7 separate regions of the Mus musculus genome follow, and regions 1, 2, 3, 4, 5 and 7 are each linked to region 6. A link is a contact called in public ChIA-PET, Hi-C and HiChIP or PLAC-seq data. All regions are on one chromosome and are shown on one strand. The core of a region is the stretch at or near the end of the contact, and the rest is flanking DNA. Distances in the headings are between cores, read along the strand shown. Region 1 holds the start of Rpl10a (ribosomal protein L10A). Region 2 holds the start of Def6 (differentially expressed in FDCP 6). Region 3 holds the start of Zfand3 (zinc finger, AN1-type domain 3). Region 4 holds the start of Cmtr1 (cap methyltransferase 1). Region 5 holds the start of Rnf8 (ring finger protein 8). Region 6 holds the start of Srsf3 (serine and arginine-rich splicing factor 3). Region 7 holds the start of Ppard (peroxisome proliferator activator receptor delta).

Region 1 (2,741 bases), core at 145-2,644, 700 kb before region 6:
TGAGGGCAAGGGTGGGCTTGGGACCCATAACTTTTGTTTTCATGCTGAGCCGGAGTCTTAGGCCTGCTAGAACTCTGAACTCTGTCTTCAGCTGCAGCAAAGGTTTGGACTGGGATCTGAGGGATGTCTAACCCACCATGGGCTGAAAAGACACAGGGTGCCTGCTGCAGACCTGTGTGACATCTGTATTTCCACAGCACCTCACTCAAAAAATATTTAGCACACAGCTGGGCACGGTGGCACACACCTTTAATCCTGGAACTCAGGAGATCGAGGCAGGCAGATCTCTAATTTCAAGGCCAGCCTGGTTTACAGAGCGAATTCCAAGAGAGTCGGGGCTATGCCAAGAAACAAAAATTTGCCAAACTGATGTGACTGAATTAGCCTGAGAAAGTTCATGACAGCATCCTCCTACCTTAGCCCTGCAGTGGGTGGGGAACTGAGGTTTCTGGGTGCTTCTGAGTCCCTGTTCCAGGGAGGCAAGGAGGTCAGTCCAGTGAGAAGGTCTGGCTTTTGAGAACAAGCTGAATCTGACTACAGAAGCAAGGGGAACAATGTCTAAGAGACAGACGTCAGCCGCTCACCATGTTGATGGCCTTTAGAGTGTGGATGGCACTTGCAGCTTCAACCTGCCTGCTCTGCTCTGACCCTGTGGGAACCTGCTTCATCCTGCCTGCTGTTTGCTGTGTGTGTGCTCAGGCGAGATGAGCTATTCGTAGGTCTGCTCCCTGGAAATGGTGGGTGCTGGCTACATCTGTGATTTGTTCCCAGAGAGGGTGACATGCCTCCAAATGAGTCACTCCAGATCTGGAGGCTCCCTGCAAACGCTCCTTGACCCGGCGCCTCTCTATTAACTGCGAAGACCGGGGTCAAGTAACAAGAACGACTTTGTTTGAAATGCCAACTAATTGAGACAGGACAGGGGCATTTGTCCAAAGTCCACCTTGCCCGGAGGCTGAATCAGGGGCGGTTTATACAGATGGCCAGGATAGACTGGTGGGCGCCTCCTCCCAGGTGGAGGCTTAGGCTTAAGCCAGGCACATCTGATCCTAATCTAGTCACAAGGCGCTTTCCCGTTCTGCAGATCTCAGCAAGGGTCATTTCCTCAAGCTATTCCTGTCATCCATGCCTCTGCCCACATGCGGTGGCCGGACCATTGCACAATGCACGGCTAGAGGGGGCGGCTGCCCAGTGGCTCTGCGGGGCTCATCACCAAATTAGGCGATGACGGAGACCGGTTCTGCCGGGGACTGGAAGTCATGGGGCAGGCAGAAGATAGAAAGCAGGGAGAAATCCAATCCCAGGGCCCGGCTTCAGCCCTTGTCCCAATGCAGGACTGCCTGCTGCTCCTAGAGCGGTTCTCACGGTGCAGCCGCGTGGTGGCGCCCCCCCAGCGGCCGCAAACTGCAGCGCCTCTCCGGCTTGGCTGAGCGCGGAACGTGCCCGTAACGGGCAACTCTCGCGAGAACGCGGGCTCTATTTGAGCGCATGCGCAAAGCGCTCTGCCTTCTTTCCGGTTTCCGCGGCAGCCGCAGCCATGAGGTAAGTTGTTATCGTGGCGCTATCCGCCGCCATCCGTGCACCCACACGCCCGCGGACGCCCCGCGGCCCGTCTCGGAGGCTCTCCCGGCGACTGCCCCGCGTCGCGAGCCTTTCCCCAGCGTGCCGTGGGCCTGTCATCGGGCCCGGGGTGCAGCATGGCCGGCCCCGAACGCCTTCGCTTCTCCCCAACAGCAGCAAAGTCTCACGCGACACCCTGTACGAGGCGGTGCGGGAAGTCCTGCACGGGAACCAGCGCAAGCGCCGCAAGTGAGCGCGGGCCTCCCTCCCGGGGCAGGGCGAGCATCCCCGGCCATGGCGACCCTGGCTCACAGCTCCCCTCTCGCTCAGGTTTCTGGAGACGGTGGAGCTGCAGATCAGCCTGAAGAACTACGACCCTCAGAAGGACAAACGTTTCTCGGGCACCGTCAGGTTGGCACCGCTCTAACCCCACCCAGCCCTCAGTGTTCCCGTGTGGCCTGGCCGCGCCCTAGGCGGGCACGGGGACACTGACGTGCCAGGGTAGTTCAGGAGCCCTGCTGCAGGCAGGCAGGCTGGACGGACCCCCACCCTGGGTCTTAAAACAAGAGGGGAGGCGTGGGGAGGCCTCGGCCGAGCCCGCCGCCTAGCCTGAGAAGCCAGGCTAGTGTTGCCCAGAGCTCCGGGTAAGGCTTGCCGCTCCCTGCCATGCGTTCAGATCTAGCGGGATGGCCAGCGCCGACCATGACCTGTTCTGTTTTCTCCCCTCCCAAACGCAGGCTCAAGTCCACCCCACGCCCCAAGTTCTCGGTGTGCGTTCTGGGGGACCAGCAGCACTGTGATGAAGCCAAGGCCGTGGATATCCCCCACATGGACATCGAGGCGCTCAAGAAGCTTAACAAAAACAAGAAGTTGGTCAAGAAGCTGGGTAGGTGGGGCTCACTAGGGCTGAACACAACCCATGACCCCCTGCCCAGGAGTGGCAGCACACATTGGGCTTCACAACCAGTTAGAAAATGCCCCACAGGCTGGTCTGATACTCCCCTCTCGCCAGTGTGTGCAGTTGACTCATAGCCAGCTATTGGTTTGGGTTTCAAGTCTTTTCAGTTAACAACCTATCGAGGGAGGGGTCACAAGTGTCTCCCACGTGTTAGCCTCCATGGTAGCCCCTGTCTCCGCATACATTTTGGGAATAGTTATCCACTGTGAGCTAGGCAGTTGTC
Region 2 (2,700 bases), core at 31-2,530, 820 kb before region 6:
GTATGATGCTCTCATGAGCCCCCAGCCCCTTCCTGCTGACAGAGCCAGGAAATCAGGGACCAAGTGCATAAGATTATCCTCTCCTGGGACACCTAAGGAAGCCCTCATTTGCTGTTGCTCAGCTGGGATCTTTTCTCTCCTCCTCCTCCTCTTCCTCTCCTCCTCCTCTTCTTCCTCCTCCTCTTCCTCCTCCTCTCTTCCTCTTCCCCCTCTCCTCCTCTTCTTCTTCCTCCTCTTCCTCCTCCTCCTCCTTCTTCCTCTCTCTCTCTCTCTTCCTCTCTCTCTCTCCCCTCCCTTCCTCCCTCCCCCCTTCTGGGCTTTTTTATAGTTTGTTTTTGAGACAGAACTGTTCTTCATAGCCTAGGTGGTCTCAAACTCATCCCAAGGTTTTAGAACTCCAAGTGAGGAGCAAGTGGAGGGGCTGGGTATATGCCCCTGTGAGTGAGTAGGTGGATGGGTGGAGCACAACTCCAGAATTAGCTTCCACTGACTTCATTGAAATTTAATGGCCACCATGATCTGTGTGGGCATTGCATCTGAAGAAGTGGAGGCTGCTGAAGAGGGCTCTGCCCATGGCCTGCCCTGCCCCTGACTGGATTTCTGACGTGAGCCCCACTGTCAAGGTCACCCTGTGTGCCTAAATACAGGCTCTGGTGTCTTGAAAGCCATCAAGTACAAAGTGGGCAGTATTCTGAAGTTTCTTTTAGAGCCAAGGCCCGGGGAGGGGGAAACAGCAAACCAAACTGCCAAGGCACCCTGTCGTGGAGAAGCGGAGAAGCAGCTGGCTCTGTCCTTCCTCCGCTGGGTTGCTTTTGCTTGGGTAGAACTCTGCACTGAGCTTCTGCTGGGTGGCTCTAAAGAAATATCCTGTCCCGGGCCTACAGGGCCTACAGTTTTCTTTCTGTCCAGTCTCAGGCACCCACACAGCTCTGTGAGGTAGGAACGTACTAAGAGTAGACTGTTGGGGCTAACTCATCCAATCGCTTCCACTTGGTAAGCTTGACTCCTGATCCTGTGTCCCTCCAAGTCTGGAAGGGCCTGCTTCCTCTCTCTAGAGCTACCACTGGGAGCCTGGGAAGATCCTGAGGCAAGCAGGCTTCTAAAGTGACTATCTGTGCTGAGGGAGCCAGGGCCCAAAGGAGGGCTCCAGCTCTGGGAGGGTCAGCCCTGGAAGCAGAGCGTGGCGAGAGCAGCTGGCTAGGCCCTGGAAGCAAGAGGGAACAGGCAGGTGGAGCTCTCGCTCCGCTCTGCACCAGGGCCTCTCTGCGGTCTGCAGCCGTTTGCATTTCCTGAAACCGGATCTTGGTGTCAGAGCCGCCCCTGGGCCGGGGCGGGCGCCTCAGCCATGGCCCTGCGCAAGGAGCTGCTCAAGTCTATCTGGTACGCCTTCACTGCACTGGACGTGGAGAAGAGCGGCAAGGTCTCCAAGTCCCAACTCAAGGTGAGTGGCATCCTTGGGGCTCAGGGGAGGCTGACTCAACGTGCCAGCTCCCACCCCAGAGAGTCAGCCACGGAAGCCTTTGCTACTGGCAGACACCTTGCCATCCAGCAGCCCTGGCCCCGGGTGGAGCGCTGACGGGGCCACAAAGGCAGCGTAGCTCAGTGGATGCTCCCCAGAGGGCTCATGCCACCAGAAGCCACTGTCTAGAACCAAGTACCCTGACTGGACAGACAGTAGAGGTGGCATCACGAGGTTCCGAGATTGAGTAGCCAGGCCCCTTCCCGGGCTCCTTGTGGGTTCCCCAGCGTCATGCTTGGGCACGTACCCTGCTCCTCCCTGTGGCTTCCTCATGGCTTTGAAGAAAAACAGTTAGTGCTTGCCCTTGGCTCTGAGAGCCTCCTCCATTTGCAAAGCAAGCTGGCGACTTGAAGCAAGCGGTAATGTGGGCCACCTATCAGCGCAGGAACAGAACAGGTTGGGAGATTTATCTTATAAGACCTCGGGCTGAGGGTGTCGGGGAAGCCGGGTCTGAGAAAACCTCTTCCGTGACCACACACACACACACACACACACACACACACACTCTACTCACCCCCATCATCTTAAAACCATTAGGCCTGGACAGTTCCAAGGAGCGGAAGGAGCTCTCTCCTTCCTGGGTAGGTGTCTTCTTCCCAGGGGAGAATGTAGGAGAAACCAGCAGAAGTCTAGGCTGCTGGAGCCAGGGAGTGTTGGGCCAAGTGTCAGAGTAGCCTCAACCCTGCTAGGGATCCAGTCACTCTCTGTAAATACTTTACCTGGAGCACCACAGGAGGCTGTGTCTGCCTCCCACTCGCCCCTCAAGATCTGGGTATTTACAATTTCCACTGTTCACAACCATGATAGGAACCCTGGGAGGCAGATGGCACAGAACAGGCATGGCCCACCTCTGTCTCAACTCCGACATTGCTGAAGCTGGGTCCTATGAACTTAGAAGCTCTAGCCAGCTCCATCTACCCAGCTGAGCTGGCTTTCTGAGCATCTAATGACTAAGGTTCTACTGCCCCAGGAAAGAGAGTCCAGTACCACCTCTGGTTCCCTAGAGAGGCAAGGTTAGCCCTTCCCATGTCTGCCCAGCTCTCGTCACCGAGTTGAGTTCTGCCCAGAAAGAAAAACAGGTCATCCAGACACCAATCCTGTAGAAACTGTGCCCCCCCCCCCCACACACACACCTTCCCCCAAACCCTGTCTCTTTAGTACTCCACCACATGGCTTCTTGC
Region 3 (2,700 bases), core at 180-2,679, 970 kb after region 6:
CAGAGAATGCCCAAACTGATATAAAGGAAAGGAAAAGTACTATTTGGTAATAAAGTTAGTCTAAGTAATATTCTCTGGGGCTGGGTTCCCTTGGAGTTGAGAGGGTACATGGTAGCCTTCCCGTAAGTTCTGGACTTTTAAGTTGGCTCCAAACCCCTTAAGGTCAGGTCACTTCTCCAAGAGTTCTGGTGGACGTTTCTTTTGTGTTCAAATTAGTGATCGCTAGTGGACTATTCTGGTCACCGCTGACTGGAGAACAGAAAGAATTTAGGACTGTGGTAAGGAATATTAAAGAATTCTTTCAACGGCTCAAGTTTGGCCACTTATTAATGTCCAGTAGGGATCAAGTTAAATCTTCTCCCCCAAACCAACCATATTTACCCCAGGGAGGTTTTCCAAATCAAGATAGTGGGAGTGGACCTGGGGTACTCCAACTGAGGACATCAGAGGGGTGAAACACTTGGGCAAGTTCCTTCTGCCCCACGACTTGCTATCTAGAGATGTTCCTGAAATTCATTTATGGCAGGACGGAGGCCACTTTTCCGGGGGAACTGTCTGAGTGGGTTGGGAGTAGGGGAAATGGGAAGCGAGATTCTCCGGCGGCTGGCAGTTTGGGGAGGAACGCTTCGCGGCACTCATCAGGGGCGCGAGAACAGTGGCCTTGAAGACCCAGACGGCCAGCGGTGAACGCAGGACACCTAGGCAACTTCCGGGTTTGGAAACGCTCCACCCAGCTCTGGACAGACTACCAGGTCTCCAGGCGCATGCGCCGCCGCTCTGGGACCGACCCAAGTCACCCCAAACAACTAATTGGGCCCCCGGCCCGCTTGGGGCGTACCATTTGTCTCAGCTGGGGGGTGGAGGCAAAGCTCCCCCACAGGACTCTGAAACCCGCTCTCCTTCCTCAGCCAGGAGCGCAGGCTAGCTCTCGTAAAAGTCCTGGGAAGATGGAGGGCTGAGAGGCGGCTCGCACGAGGAACTCGGGAGGAGCACGCACCGCCCAGCCTCCGAGGCTCTGAACAAAGTGGCACGCCCGGATCCCAGCTGATCCGTCGGGCTCCGGCGGCGGCGGTGGCTCCCCCGGGCGAGACCATCGCGCCGCCTCGGGAGGGGTGTCCGCCTCGGGGAGGGGGCGGAGCGGCCATTGTCCGGTCAGCGCAGTCTACGGGGCGGGGGAGGGGATTACGGAGCGAGCGGGGGCCCGGGGCGTCACAGCCGGCCGCTGCGACTCCACTGCCGGCGGGGGCTACGGGTTCCTCCCCACCCAGCCCCGGACCCGCCAGCGCCGCCGCACGGGACAGCGCCGTGGCTGGGGGGCGGCGGAGAGAGCCGCCAAGGCCGCCAGATCTCCCCGGCTCGCACGGCCCAGCCCCTCCTCCGCAGCTCCCCTCCCTCTCCTCGCCGCGCCCCCCCCCTCCGCAGGCCGAGTGGTGCGGCCCGCCTCCAGCTGACCCGCCTGGAATCCCGGCTCGGAGCTCCGGACTCGCGCCCGCCTGCGCGCCCGCTCCCTCCCCCTCCCCCCGCCCCGCGCCCCCCGCCGCTGCCGCCGCCGCCTCCGCTTCCTCCGAGGGGGGCTCAGGCCCAGCCGCCGTCGCCTCCGAGCTCCGCCGCCGCCGCCGCCGAGCACCATGGGAGACGCCGGGAGCGAGCGCAGCAAAGCGCCCAGCCTGCCGCCTCGCTGTCCCTGCGGCTTCTGGGGGTAAGTGTGGGGGCAGGGGCGCGGGCTCGGGCCTCGGGGTGGCGGTGGGGACCCGAGGGAGGCCAGAGCCCCGGGAAGCTGGGCCGCGGAAGCCGGGCCTCGGGGGAGCGGGCGGGGACCGCGGCCTCGGCCTGAGGAGGGCTGCGGGAAGGGGACGCTGGTGGGGGGGGGGGGAGGAGGAAGAAGAGGAGGAATAGGAATAAGAGGAGCAGGAGGACCAGGACCGCTCGGGCCGCGCTACCCTCTGTGGGACTCGCTGGCCCGAGGCCGGCTTGGGGTGAGGGGCCACGGGTGAGCCGGAGGGACGAGGTGGCGGCGCTGGCACTTCTGACGGGGCAGGGTTGCCCCTTTTCCTTTTCCCTTGGCCTGTGGAGGCCAGTCCGCCTCCCCCTCATCTTGGTATGAGTTGGTGCCCAGCCATCAGGAGGGTATTTCCTCTGACTTTTTCACCTCCCCTCCTCCCTGCTGCTCCCCGGGAGATTTGCATCATCACTTCCTAAATTATATCTCAGTCCCCATTTGCTTTTAGGAAGCTGTTCACACGTCATACGTTTGAACAGATCCAGGGTCCAGAATTTGGGCTTGGGGTGTAAAGTTAAAAGGCATTGTTGAGGGTCTTACTTTTTAATCTAAAACATGTTTCAGGGAGTCTGTAAAATTACTCTGTCCAAAAAAACCCCTCCTCCACCACCACCACCACCACTACCACCACCACCACCACTATCACCATCATCACCACCATCATCATAACCACCAGCAACAACAAACAACAACAAGGAATCCCCCAAACAGATAAACACCCCTACCCAACTAAACCGAACCGAAAACAGAAACTTCTCAACAGAACCTCCAGCCAGCCTAGCTTGTGGAATGTGAGAGTTGCCTTCCTTCCTTGGCTCTCAAATTCTCTTTCCCTATTAAAAATTTTCTTTTTAAATGTTCACTACACAGAGTATAGAATTCCATGCCTCATTAGGGTGAGTTGGGGGAAGTTACAAATA
Region 4 (2,700 bases), core at 149-2,648, 630 kb after region 6:
CATACACATAAAATAAAAATAAAATCCTTTTTTTTTTTAAAAAAAGCAGCATTATGGGAGAACATATGTTGACATTTGAAGTCTCGGGGTTTAAGAGACAAACGCAGCTGAGAATGTCCAACAAAGTTATATTGGTCTGAAAATGGGAAGAGGAGTTAGAGTTACAGCCCATCTCAGTGCATATGGTCAAATGCCACAGATGCCATTATTTCTTTTAGTCTGAGGCATTGAGAATCAGATCTAGGATCTGGTGTGTACCGGACGAACAGTCTTGACACTGAGCTATGCCTAGTCCAATGTTAAATATGTCCTATGGAACAGGAACAGGTCTTTGACCTTGGCCAGTTTGTGTCTCTGACTGTATTCTTTTTTGTTGTTGTTGTTGTTTGTTTTGTTTTTCGAGACAGGGTTTCTCTGTGTAGCCCTGGCTGTCCTGGAACTCACTTTGTAGACCAGGCTGGCCTCGAACTCAGAAATAGGCCTGCCTCTGCCTCCCGAGTGCTGGGATTAAAGGCGTGTGCCACCACGCCCGGCTCCTCTGACTGTATTCTTAAATCTATATAATGACGATACTGTAGTAAGCTACCAAACTAGTTACGCCATGTTGTGAAACACTTTCTAGGATTTTTTTTTCCCACTTTCCAAGTCAGGGTCTTACAATATATCCCTGGCTGTCCTGGAAGTAGCTATGTAGACTAGGCTGGCTTCGAACTCACAGAGATATGCCTGTCTCTGCTTTCTGAGTGCTGGCATTAAAGGTGTTCGACACTACCACCTAGCTCCTAAGAATACTTTCATTGCTAAAACTATTTTGGGCAAAAATTCGTCTCCGGTCACTTCGACCAGTCATTAAATCTTATGCTAAACTGGTCTCTTGATCAGCCATAAATTTCTATACCATGTGATTGTGATTCTGACCTAAAGGTTAACTGCCTGACCATTTAATTGTTATCACTCTGCTTCTGAAAAGAAAAAAAAAGCAATGTTTGCTTGTTGCACATGTTTGGAGCTGCCTTTCTGTATACATCACAGTTGCAGTCCTTGTCTTTAAAATGTCGAACAAACTGGAGGTCCGAGGGTGCTTCCCGCTCCTCTGCCTGAGACAGCCCCACCGGTGGTAATAAATAATAAAGACTCCACATGATTTATTAAGACATCTTGGGAGTTTTCCTTCTTCAGGTAATCCATAACAAGATGAATAAACTGAGGTGAAGTATTGATTTCCCTTCTTTAGGGCGAGAGTAGACAAGGGTTATTTTCCTAGTGGCTTTTCTCTGCCCCCCCATTCTTTCGCGGTCCCCCTTCCGCGCAGGCGCCTCGGGTCCTGCGCGCTGTGCGACCTGGGCAGTTCCCCAGGGCCAAGCCTGAGCCCAGCGGGGGCGGGGCTGGCGGGCTCGTGACGTTATCAAGCGGCGCCGCCCGCGGGGCGGGTTCCGAGCGCGACCGCGCAGCTAGCCGGCCCTGCGAGGAAAACGAAAGTGAGGGAGGAGGAGGTTGCAGGGCCAGCCTGGGCGGCGACAGTGGCGGCCTGGTCCCTCGTCTCCGCTCGCCGGCTACTCGCCCCATCCCCTCAGCGTGAGTGCAGGCGCGCGGCCCCGGGGGTGCGAGCGGGCGGGCGCACGGGCACAGCATCCTTCCCCTGCGGCGGCCGCTTTGCCCGCTTTCGGGTAGCCTCTCTCTGCTCCTGCCCCCTGTCTTGTCCCCAGCAACCTCTCGGAGCCGAGGTTGCCGCTGCTGCTGGTCGCCGCGCACACAGTATCACACCTGACGTTTCCAAAGGAGAAGCTCCGTCGGGGAGATGGCGTTCCCTTCTTTCCCCTCTGCATACGGGGGTTAGCAGCGCTTAGAAGTGCCTGGTCACAGCGCGTCTGCCATTGTAGGTCACTCGATAGCCCTTTGGCCTTCCCCTGGCCGAGGAAATGAGAGGATTGGCTTGGATTCCCTGCGAGGCCCCAGTCGAAGGTGCTGTGGTGGAGGGGGACGTTCGTATCTGCCGCCTTGCCCTTCTACAAAGCTGTTTCCTGTTCTCTCACTTGCCCCATCGCAGACCACACTGAGTTCCCAGTGGCACCCCCCACCCCCGCTTCACCCACACCCACCGGGACGACTTAAGAGTTAAATGAGACCCATTTTATGTGCTGTGAAGCCTCAGCGATGAGCTTTCCAGTAGGCTCACCTATCTGTGATGTCAAGTAAAAATGTGGCTCCTCGGGCCTGGCTTTCTGTTGGCTCAGTCGCCTGGCTTTCCTGCTTTCCTCTAATAGGCACTGCTACTGTCACTTAGGAAATTGCCACCTGAGATTGGGATGATCGTACATTGGGTCCACAGGTTCATCCTCGGGCTGGAAATACGGAAACCTTTTGCTAGGTTTCAAGGGGAGGGATTGCTATATCCCTTCAAATTCCATTACTTTCTTACCTCGACTGCTGATGCTCATTCTCCCTCCACCCCAGCAAATATTTTGAAATAAGTTGAACTGGCTCTGATTTTCATAGACAATATTGAGTATCAGTTCATAGTCAAAACAACACATGGTCTTAAAACTATATGTCTGACTCAAACGCCAGAGAAGTCTGTTCTTGTATCCCAGCGTCCCTGTTCCCCAAAGATACCAGTGTACCTCCAACTTTTAAGTCTTTTCTCTTTTCTGAGTTCTTTGAATACACTACTTTTCCTGAAGATTTTGTAATTTTTTTTTG
Region 5 (2,700 bases), core at 182-2,681, 580 kb after region 6:
GGCTCACTATCTGTTACCTCAGCTCCAGGGGATCTGATATCCTCTTCTGGACATCACAGGCACTAGGCACACGCGTGGTACATACATACATGTTGGCAAGACACATACATAAAAATAAACCGAACCAAAACAATCCATAAAAATAATAAACTCCAGTTCCAGGGGATCCAACAACCTCTTCTGGTTTCTGCAGCCATTGGGCATGCACTTGGCTCAGAGACATACATGCAGGCAAAACATGTACACATATATCTTTTTTTTATTTTTTTTAAGATTTATTTATTATATGTAAGTACACTGTTGCTGTTTTCAGACACACCAGAAGAGGGCACCAGATCTCATGATCTCCTTTCGGGTGGTTGTGAGCCACCATGTGGTTGCTGGGATTTGAACTCAGGATCTTCAGAAGAGCAGTCCGTGCTCTTAACCGCTGAGCCATCTCTCCAGCCCATACACACATATCTTAAACACCCAAACTTCAGCGTGGAGAGAGAAGGGAGAGTTTCATCTCCCTAGCCCCTTCAAGCCCATTTCCATTCCTTCTGTACCCTGTATGAGCCCCAGGTAATGCGATCCATCTCTACAGATTTGCCTGGTATAATTTTTAAAGATTCAGAAACAAAATGAGGTCATGAAAAACAAATAGATGCTAAATAGGAATAGACTGAATCAACCTTAAAATGATCAGACTTTTCTAAATCACTCAAAAGTGGGTTATAATGGGGTGGAGGTATAATTTAGCTACAGAGTACATCCTTGGCTGTGTGTTCAATGTTCAGAATCTCCTACTCCCAACCCAAAGTAGGCTATAGTTCTCAATAAAATGGTTATGGCCGTCATCACCGTGTTATAAAGCAATTTTTGTTTGTTTTGTAGACACGGTCTCATATCCCAGGCTGGCCTCTAACTCACTGCATAGCGGTAGATGCCCTTGAACTCCTCATCCTCCACCACACTCTGCCAAAGGAAAAAGGGGTGGGATACAAATAAAGGTTCAGGTTCATTGCTGCTGGATCTGGGGTACTGGCTTTGGAGAGCGCAGAGAGGAAAGAAGGTATTGGGAAAGTCATTATTATACTCACGAACCCAAGGAAAGAGAGTGTTTCTGTTGTTTACTATAATTTTTAATCTATAACTTTTAAGTGTTTATTACTCTGCGCGCACACAGGCGCGCGCGCACACCCACACCCACCCGCTAGGGTGCGCATTTGGAAGTCAGAGGCCAATTTGAAAAGTCAGTTTTCCCCAGCCACCATATAGGTGAAGCCTGAGCATCGTCTCCACGCTTGCCAGCAAGTAGCTTTACTCGTTGAGCCATCCTCCAAGTCCTAAAATCTATGCTTTAGTTTAGGATTTTGTCCGCAGCAGACGTTACGCTCGTCCTTCTTCAGGCTCACACCTGCGCACTTCCCGCCCGCCTCCCGCTGCGCACGCGCACTGCCCGCCTTCCCAGGCCTGGGGCGGGCCCGCGCTCTCAACGCGGTCGATCCCCGGGCGATTGCTTCTGTCTTGTGTGTAGATTAAGTTGCGCGAGAGGAACCTCGGAGGCGGCCGGAGCTCAGGCTAGAGGTTGGCTGGTTGCTGAACGCTGCCCCAGTGCCGGTCGGGCCATGGGCGAGCCCGACCCCTTGGTCTCGGGGCAGCTCGCGGCCCGCCGGAGCTGGTGCTTGCGGCGGCTGGGGATGGACTGCGAGTGGCTGCAGCTGGAGGCTGGGACTGAGGTGAGGGCGAGAGGCCTGGCGAGCTGCGGGAGCGGGGGAAGGCCGCGCACACCGGTCGGCGGGGAGGCGCCGAGGCAGCGGGCTCCGGCCACCTCAGGGCCCGGAGGGACCGGGCCGCGAGGCCAGGCGAGTCCGCGGCTTGAGGCCCGAGCTGGAGGGCGGCTGCGCGGGAGCGGGACCCGTGCCGGAGCCGCTGTAACGGACGCGGGCCTCCCAGCGAGGAGAAGGATGGGGTCGAGAACAGGCACTGTCCCAGTTAAGGGTCTATCAGAGACGGAGAAACTGAGGCAGAGGCGTCCCCACTGATTCCTAGGAGTGGCGAACCTGTCTAGGGAGTCTGAAGATGGACGCCTGGAAGGCTGCGGAGGGCGTGGACTCTCTGGAGTTGATTTTAAGTGTGATCAGGAGTTTAAGGGTAGCATGCCTAAACCCCTCGAACTGTAATACTGAAAATAAAAGTCTTCCATTCCATCTCCGAGGGGAACTGGAGCGTCGGGGTGGGCCACTCCTGAAGTGGGTCAGCCTTCTCTCCAGAAACTGCTCACAATGTAAAGCTGACTTAAAAGGCCGGTGCTGGGGATTGAACGCAGGGTCACAGAACTTGGAAGGCAAGGACTCTACCAAATGAGCTGTATCTGCAGCTCCACAAACGCAAAATTAGAAACAAAGACAAAGTGGGAGGAACAGTTCTAAGTGGGGGAGAGGTGCTGGGTGCTGTTGTGGGCTTTCAATCCTTGCAGTCTGCTCTGGAAGCAGAACTGGGTCAGGGATGCGCTTGCAATGTAGAATCCTTGAGGTTTTGGAAAGCCTGTACAGTACTGAATGTTGGTCATGTGTACTGGCTGGTCTTTTGTCAACTTGGCACACAAACCAGAGTCCTCTGAAAAGAGGGAAACTTAATTGAGCAAATGTCTCCATAAGATCCAGCTGTAAGGCATTTTCTTAATTAGTGATTGATAGGGGAGGGCCCAGCCCATTG
Region 6 (2,738 bases), core at 9-2,508:
TCAGATTTTTTGTTGTTTTTCAGAAAGTATCTCAAGAAGTTCTTTCTGGCCTAGAACTCACTAAATGTATGAACATAAAGTTCGACTCCTGTTCCCTTGGGCCAAGAGCTGAGATTATGAGGCAGGGAGGAGAGGAAAAAGACAAAAGGACGTTCAAATGAGCCCCATTACTACTATACTAGGCATGTCTAACCCAGAAAGAAAAAAAAAGATCTAGAAGGAAATGAAGTTTTGCTAGAATCTTCTGAAGGTCACAACAAAAACAGGTTTAACAACTGTAGCCTGCACCACAACTCCCTTAGGGGAACAAAAGCATTAGAGTTGTGTCTGAAAAACTGGTTAATATTTTGACCTTTCTTGGAAGCAGAAACAACTAAGTCTCCCCAATAAATCAGAGTAGCCTGAGGGGGGCCAGGCCGAGGATACGTCTGGGAGCTGGAGGCAAACGATGTGGCTTGTCAAACGAGGGTATTCAGCTATCCTGGGGTCTGTGTGTAGAGGCCCAGGGAGACCCACAGGTCTGGCAGCCAGAGCAAAGCCCTTACAAAGGCCGCAGGTGCCCCTCCTAGCATCTGCATGGCGGAGCTGCGTGCTCAGAGCGTAAAGGCAACCTATGCAAAACCTTGCTCTCCTCCTGGGAAAGTGAGCCCTGTGACCGTTTGTCTTGTTTTTTTTTTTGTTTTTTCATGCAGCCTCATCAAGTCGCATTTGCCGCGCGCGCGGTTTGGGCGAGGCGGGAAAGCGAAAGTTGAGCAAACTTTGCAGGCTCTACCCTGCATCGGGGCGCAGACCGGGCACCGTGGGGTACCAGTTAAGTCGCCCAAGCTCGGTGACCTTGAGAGCGACTATAAGGCTCCTTAGTCTGCGATGGATGCCCCACAACGAGGAAGCAAGCGTCCATGTTTCACTCTGACCCGAGCCCGCGGCTGCAGCCGCCATCGCCCGGGATTAATGGCGGCAGAGTCTGGACAGCTTTATTCGGCTGCAGCCTAGGCGGAAGTGGAGGAGAGGGGGCGTCTGCGCGGCTCGCGGGGATGGCCGGGCCGAGCGCCGCATCTGCGGGACAAGCCGGCACGCGGCGACGAGCTCGCGCCACCGCGCGTACCCCACCCACCTGACGGAACGGCCGGCGCGCGCTCCCAGTAACCGCGGTTTCTCGCAGCGTTTGTAGCGCTTACGTCACAGCCTGCGCCGCCTCTGATTGGGTGATCTGGTCAGGTCATGTGGCAGAGCAGGGTGCTATAAATAGGGCGAGGGGACGGTGGTGGTCCGCCATTTCGTGACGCCGCGAGACCGAGAATCTGTAGGAGCAGAACCAGAGGGAAGCGGGTGGGCCTGTCGGAGCGTTAGGATTTGAGCTTGGGCCTTTTGAACCCAGGATCTCGGTAAGGGACCGGCGAACGGAGGGAGGGAGGTGGAGGGAGGGAGGTGGAGTTCCGCAGACTCGAGGTGGGGCCGGGCGCAATGGCGGCACCAGATTGAGACAAAGGGGCGCCGCCGCCATTTTGTGACTTTCGGTCCCGGGCGGCGGCTGGGGCCCCGGGCAATGTTGAAGATGCTTCCAAGTCTGTAAATCCCGGACTTAATCTTTTGTCCTTTGGAGGAAGGCTCGGAGAGGGATTGCTCCAGGCTGGGGTGTGGCCGGCGTGTGTGTGTGTGTGTGTGTGTGTGTGTGTGTGTGTGGGGTAGATCTCTAAATGAATTCTCCACGTCGCGGCCTTTAGTTTGATGGCGCCTTTTTCTTCCTTGCTCCTGGTTTTCTTGGTATAGTGTCTTGAGGACTTTGTATATATTTTTTAAGACAGGTCTTTTCGTATTTACTGAGCCCCTACAGTCTCATCTTTTTTTTATGCCGACTTGGTGTTTGCTTTAAAAATCTTTTCTAATGAGGCTGCGTTTCTTAATGTAAATCATAGTTCACTTTGAGTTGGGTTTTTCTTTGACCTATTTGCTTTTAACAGGTGTGAAAACCGGGGATGGATGAGTTTCATTTGTCTTTTTGTTTGTTTTTTTAATTTTCGCGGAATGGCTTGGTCGCTCAACTGAGTCTTGGGCACAGGGTGGGGTCACGGCAAAATAGGGTTAAATTTTTTAGTTTGATAATAGTCGGTTTGAACATTATGGTGTATAGTAGGGAAGACACTTAAATGGCTTATTAAGTAGGGTTTTCATTTCGGAAGTGTGAAGTTGAAGACTTACTGAGTGTATGTCCTCAAGGTTGTATGTTGTATGTCCTTTTAGTAAAGATTCTTTTACGCAGGAGTTTAGGGTGCACGGTGCAGGCCACTACATGCCTAGCAGACCTCAACATTTACTTTTATGCACTTTTTACTAAAAGACGGGGGGTCACTAGCAAACTTCATAACTGTCATTCCTCTAGCCTGTTGAGCCACAAGCATGCTTGCCTTCCTAGCTATGATAGTTTTGTTGTGGAACCTTTGTGTGGTTCCAAGATATTTATTTTTGTTTGTTCCTGAGACAGTTCTTGCTGTAAATCAGGCTGGCTGTCTTGGTTTACTCAACTTTTTTAGATCTGGTCTCCAACTCATCATTTCCCTCCTCCTTCAGAGTGCTGGGATCAAAGGTGTGTGTGTGTGCGTGCGCACACCACCTTCCTGATGCACTTAGTTTTTGAGACAGGGTAAGTTATGCTTCAACTTCTGCATTCCTTTTTCTGTAGTGCCGGCCTTCTCAGAATTCCCTGCCTCTCCTTGGGATTTCTTTTAAGTGTCTGGATT
Region 7 (2,700 bases), core at 108-2,607, 800 kb before region 6:
CACACACACACACAGACACACACACTCGAAAACAAAGCAGAAAAAAAGTGGTGTGGGGTTCTCCAATCCAGCGAGCTAAGGATGCACTGTAAGGAGTGCCAGACCGGGCAGAGGTGACCTTTAATGGCGGTGTGGAGGAGGGAGGTGCCTGCTGACTTTCCTGCCAGCCAAGTTTTGTTCATTCTAGGATGATGAAACCAGCCAGTGACAGATTGCCTTCTGGCTACATACTCTCTGTGGTATATGATGAGTTGGGGTGACAGGCAAGCCCAGGTACAGAGTTCTTGTCTTGTCTGGTCCCTGACATCCAGCGACAGAAATCTCAAGTGGGAGAAAAGTTCTTTTAAAATTTGTTTTCTATTTGGCTTCACAAGGCCTATAAGCACAGGCTGGCCCAAAACTTTCTCCATTGCTAAAAATGACCTCAAACGGGTCCTCTACCTCCTGAGTGCTGGAGTTAGAGTGCCATCATGCCTTCCAGATCTTTCTTTTTTCTTGTGTGGGTGTATATGAAAGTGCACATGCGGTGTGTAGAGATTGGAAGATAACCTTCAGGAGGCAGTCCCAGGGACTGAACTCAAGTCTTCAGGCTTGGAGACAAAGCGATGACCCGTTGAGCCATTGAACTAGCCACCAGTTAAAAAATTGGGGGTGCTGAAGAGATGCTTCAGTGGTGAAGATCGCGCTTGCTACTCTTGAAGAGGCTCGCTTCCCAGCATCTACATGGAAGTTCTCCATTGTAACTCCACTTCCAGGGGATCCAACGCCTTCTTCCAGACTCTGCAGGCACTGAACGCACATGGTGCAGAGACAGACATGCAGACAAAACACTCTGACATATAAAAATAGATATTTTGTAAAACGTATGCGTCTGTATTTTCATTCCCAAGTCTCCCACCATATGCCTCTCCCAAGCGCCTCTGAAAATTACAGTTTGCCTCTATTCCTTCCCCCACCGCCCTTAGCTTTGCTTCTTGCTTCAAACCACACAAGTCTATGCCTAGTTTCTTCTCAGGAAGAGTGAGGAGGTTGTATTAGATGACCTCCACCTTCTTTCCGCGCTTTAAAGCTTTAAATATCGTTTCGTGAGGCTTGCTTTGACCAGCCCTAACTTCTCCCCAGCGCTTTCCTCAGCTGCTGCTCCCACGTCTGACTGCAGAGGGCGCTGCAGACGCGCCAGGGCAGCTGTGCAGTGGGCGGAGCGATGGCTGTCAAAGGAGTGGCTCCAGGCGGCGCGGCGATTGGCTACTGCTATGGCGGAAGGGGGCGGGGGCGAGTGCTTAGTTGTGGGGGAGGGAGCCAGCGGCGCGGTGACATCACGGGGCTGGGGGCGGCGCCGGGGCTGGGAGCGTGTGACGCCGCAGGCCGCGGCGGACCTGGGGATTAATGGGAAAAGTTTTGGCAGGAGCTGGGGGATTCTGCGGAGCCTGCGGGACGGCGGCAGCGGCGCGAGAGGCGGCCGGGACAGGTCCGTGCGGATCGGGAGAGGCCAGCGCGGCCCGGGCTGAGGTGGATGGTGGGGTCAGGGGCTCCGAGAGCCGCTTTCCGCGCCTCTGCGGCTCGTCTATGCTCGGCTTGCGCGCTGAGGAGCCACCGCTGGGGTCTCCACCGCAGGGACCCCTGTGGTTGCTCGGAGCCGGCCTCCCTCCCTCCTCCCACCCACCCTGATCCCTCTAAAGCCCCGTGGCTTCATCTCCTCTCAATTCCAAAGAACCCCATGTCACCTCCCTTCTGACCCCCTTTCTGAGCGCCTCCCTTGCTGTCCCGCTACCCAGGCCCTCCTTGGAGATCCTTCCTGCCTCCCTCGATAGCCTTCCATCCTTGCCCTGTCGGTCAGTGCTCTCCTCCTCTCTGACCCGTTTTCGGGTTGCCCTATCCCTCCCCATCTTCTTTAGGATGTTGTGAGCCAGTCCGGTTTATCCGAGCCCCTTCTATCCTGGCTACCGGCAGAGGCCCCACTTAGGCTCAGCTCTCATCTCCTGTCCTTTTCACCTCCTGTCACCCGACTGCCTCGCTTCTAGTTTTTTTTTTTTTTTTTTTTATGCCTCTGCTTGAGGAGAACCCAGAGGTGCACGATAGGCTTCCGTTTCACCTTCAGTTGAGCTGGGAGTGGGGTGTTGAGCGCCAGCTTGACCAGATTTGTTCGGGTCACAGGTTTCACTGGGTGTTGTATTGGGAGGGATGGCCAGTTGGTAGGCCCTCGTAATCTCAGCTTTATAATACTTCCCCTTTATGAGTCTGTTGACTTCCAGGAACCCTTGGGGGAGACGGCTCTGAGTTGGGTGTGTGCCAGGGGTAGCCAGAGGCTTCATATAACTCTTTTCACCCTTTCAGGAAACAGGACTCATTTGGGATATTATGGAATGTATTTAAACCATGATACGGTGCCTTCCACGCACTGCCCTTTTCCATACAGCTAAGAGCAGAAGCTATGCCCTTGGTTTTTTTTTTTTTTTTTTTTAAAGATTTATTTATTATATGTAAGTACACTGTAGCTGTCTTCAGACACACCAGAAGAGGGTGTCAGATCTCGTTACGGATGGTTGTGAGCCACCATGTGGTTGCTGGGATTTGAACTCCGGACCTTTGGAAGAGCAGTCGGGTACCTCTTACCCACTGAGCCATCTCACCAGCCCTGCCCTTGGTTTTAAACTTGGTTTTTCCTCCCTGTACTGGCTCTAGAATGTTTGCTTACAAGTT

The links. A called contact is a pair of places that touch in the nucleus more often than the background predicts. ChIA-PET counts read pairs in DNA pulled down with a chosen protein or histone mark. HiChIP or PLAC-seq counts read pairs in DNA pulled down with a chosen protein or histone mark.
Region 1: a FOXA1 HiChIP or PLAC-seq map of pancreatic cancer cells shows a contact between it and region 6. The contact joins the promoter of Rpl10a here to the promoter of Srsf3 in region 6. A contact is called at or near these places in 2 of 115 datasets of contacts at active chromatin or transcription factors (memory CD8 T cells and pancreatic cancer cells).
Region 2: an RNA polymerase II ChIA-PET map of effector CD8 T cells shows a contact between it and region 6, with 6 read pairs. The contact joins the promoter of Def6 here to the promoter of Srsf3 in region 6. A contact is called at or near these places in 1 of 484 Hi-C or Micro-C datasets (CD8 T cells) and 3 of 115 datasets of contacts at active chromatin or transcription factors (effector CD8 T cells, memory CD8 T cells and pancreatic cancer cells).
Region 3: a contact with region 6 is called in an RNA polymerase II ChIA-PET map of memory CD8 T cells, with 16 read pairs. The contact joins the promoter of Zfand3 here to the promoter of Srsf3 in region 6. A contact is called at or near these places in 2 of 115 datasets of contacts at active chromatin or transcription factors (memory CD8 T cells and pancreatic cancer cells).
Region 4: a contact with region 6 is called in an RNA polymerase II ChIA-PET map of memory CD8 T cells, with 30 read pairs. The contact joins the promoter of Cmtr1 here to the promoter of Srsf3 in region 6. A contact is called at or near these places in 1 of 39 promoter capture datasets (erythroid cells) and 2 of 115 datasets of contacts at active chromatin or transcription factors (effector CD8 T cells and memory CD8 T cells).
Region 5: an RNA polymerase II ChIA-PET map of memory CD8 T cells shows a contact between it and region 6, with 58 read pairs. The contact joins the promoter of Rnf8 here to the promoter of Srsf3 in region 6. A contact is called at or near these places in 3 of 115 datasets of contacts at active chromatin or transcription factors (bone marrow-derived macrophages, effector CD8 T cells and memory CD8 T cells).
Region 7: a Hi-C map of B cells shows a contact between it and region 6, with 7 read pairs. The contact joins the promoter of Ppard here to the promoter of Srsf3 in region 6. A contact is called at or near these places in 1 of 484 Hi-C or Micro-C datasets (B cells) and 1 of 115 datasets of contacts at active chromatin or transcription factors (memory CD8 T cells).

The regions. Positions count from the first base shown.
Region 1 is chr17:28,327,077-28,329,817 of GRCm38.p6, forward strand. Rpl10a (ribosomal protein L10A) reads left to right here and starts at 1,395. Exons shown (of 6, transcript NM_011287.2): 1 at 1,395-1,542; 2 at 1,735-1,809; 3 at 1,891-1,971; 4 at 2,298-2,446. The coding sequence starts at 1,538.
Region 2 is chr17:28,206,498-28,209,197 of GRCm38.p6, forward strand. Def6 (differentially expressed in FDCP 6) reads left to right here and starts at 1,281. Exons shown (of 11, transcript NM_027185.3): 1 at 1,281-1,441. The coding sequence starts at 1,346.
Region 3 is chr17:30,003,610-30,006,309 of GRCm38.p6, forward strand. Zfand3 (zinc finger, AN1-type domain 3) reads left to right here and starts at 1,430. Exons shown (of 6, transcript NM_001356265.1): 1 at 1,430-1,699. The coding sequence starts at 1,629.
Region 4 is chr17:29,659,197-29,661,896 of GRCm38.p6, forward strand. It overlaps Cmtr1 (cap methyltransferase 1), which reads left to right and starts at 1,399. Exons shown (of 24, transcript NM_028791.6): 1 at 1,399-1,575. The region is part of intron 7 of Gm28043 (predicted gene, 28043); the gene reads left to right.
Region 5 is chr17:29,613,358-29,616,057 of GRCm38.p6, forward strand. It overlaps Rnf8 (ring finger protein 8), which reads left to right and starts at 1,432. Exons shown (of 8, transcript NM_021419.2): 1 at 1,432-1,721. The coding sequence starts at 1,611. It overlaps Gm28043 (predicted gene, 28043), which reads left to right and starts at 1,432. Exons shown (of 28, transcript NR_132314.1): 1 at 1,432-1,721.
Region 6 is chr17:29,031,402-29,034,139 of GRCm38.p6, forward strand. It overlaps Srsf3 (serine and arginine-rich splicing factor 3), which reads left to right and starts at 1,259. Exons shown (of 6, transcript NM_013663.5): 1 at 1,259-1,385. It overlaps Gm16196 (a long non-coding RNA gene), which reads right to left and starts at 1,222. Exons shown (of 3, transcript XR_876716.2): 1 at 1,115-1,222.
Region 7 is chr17:28,231,397-28,234,096 of GRCm38.p6, forward strand. Ppard (peroxisome proliferator activator receptor delta) reads left to right here and starts at 1,358. Exons shown (of 8, transcript NM_011145.3): 1 at 1,358-1,468.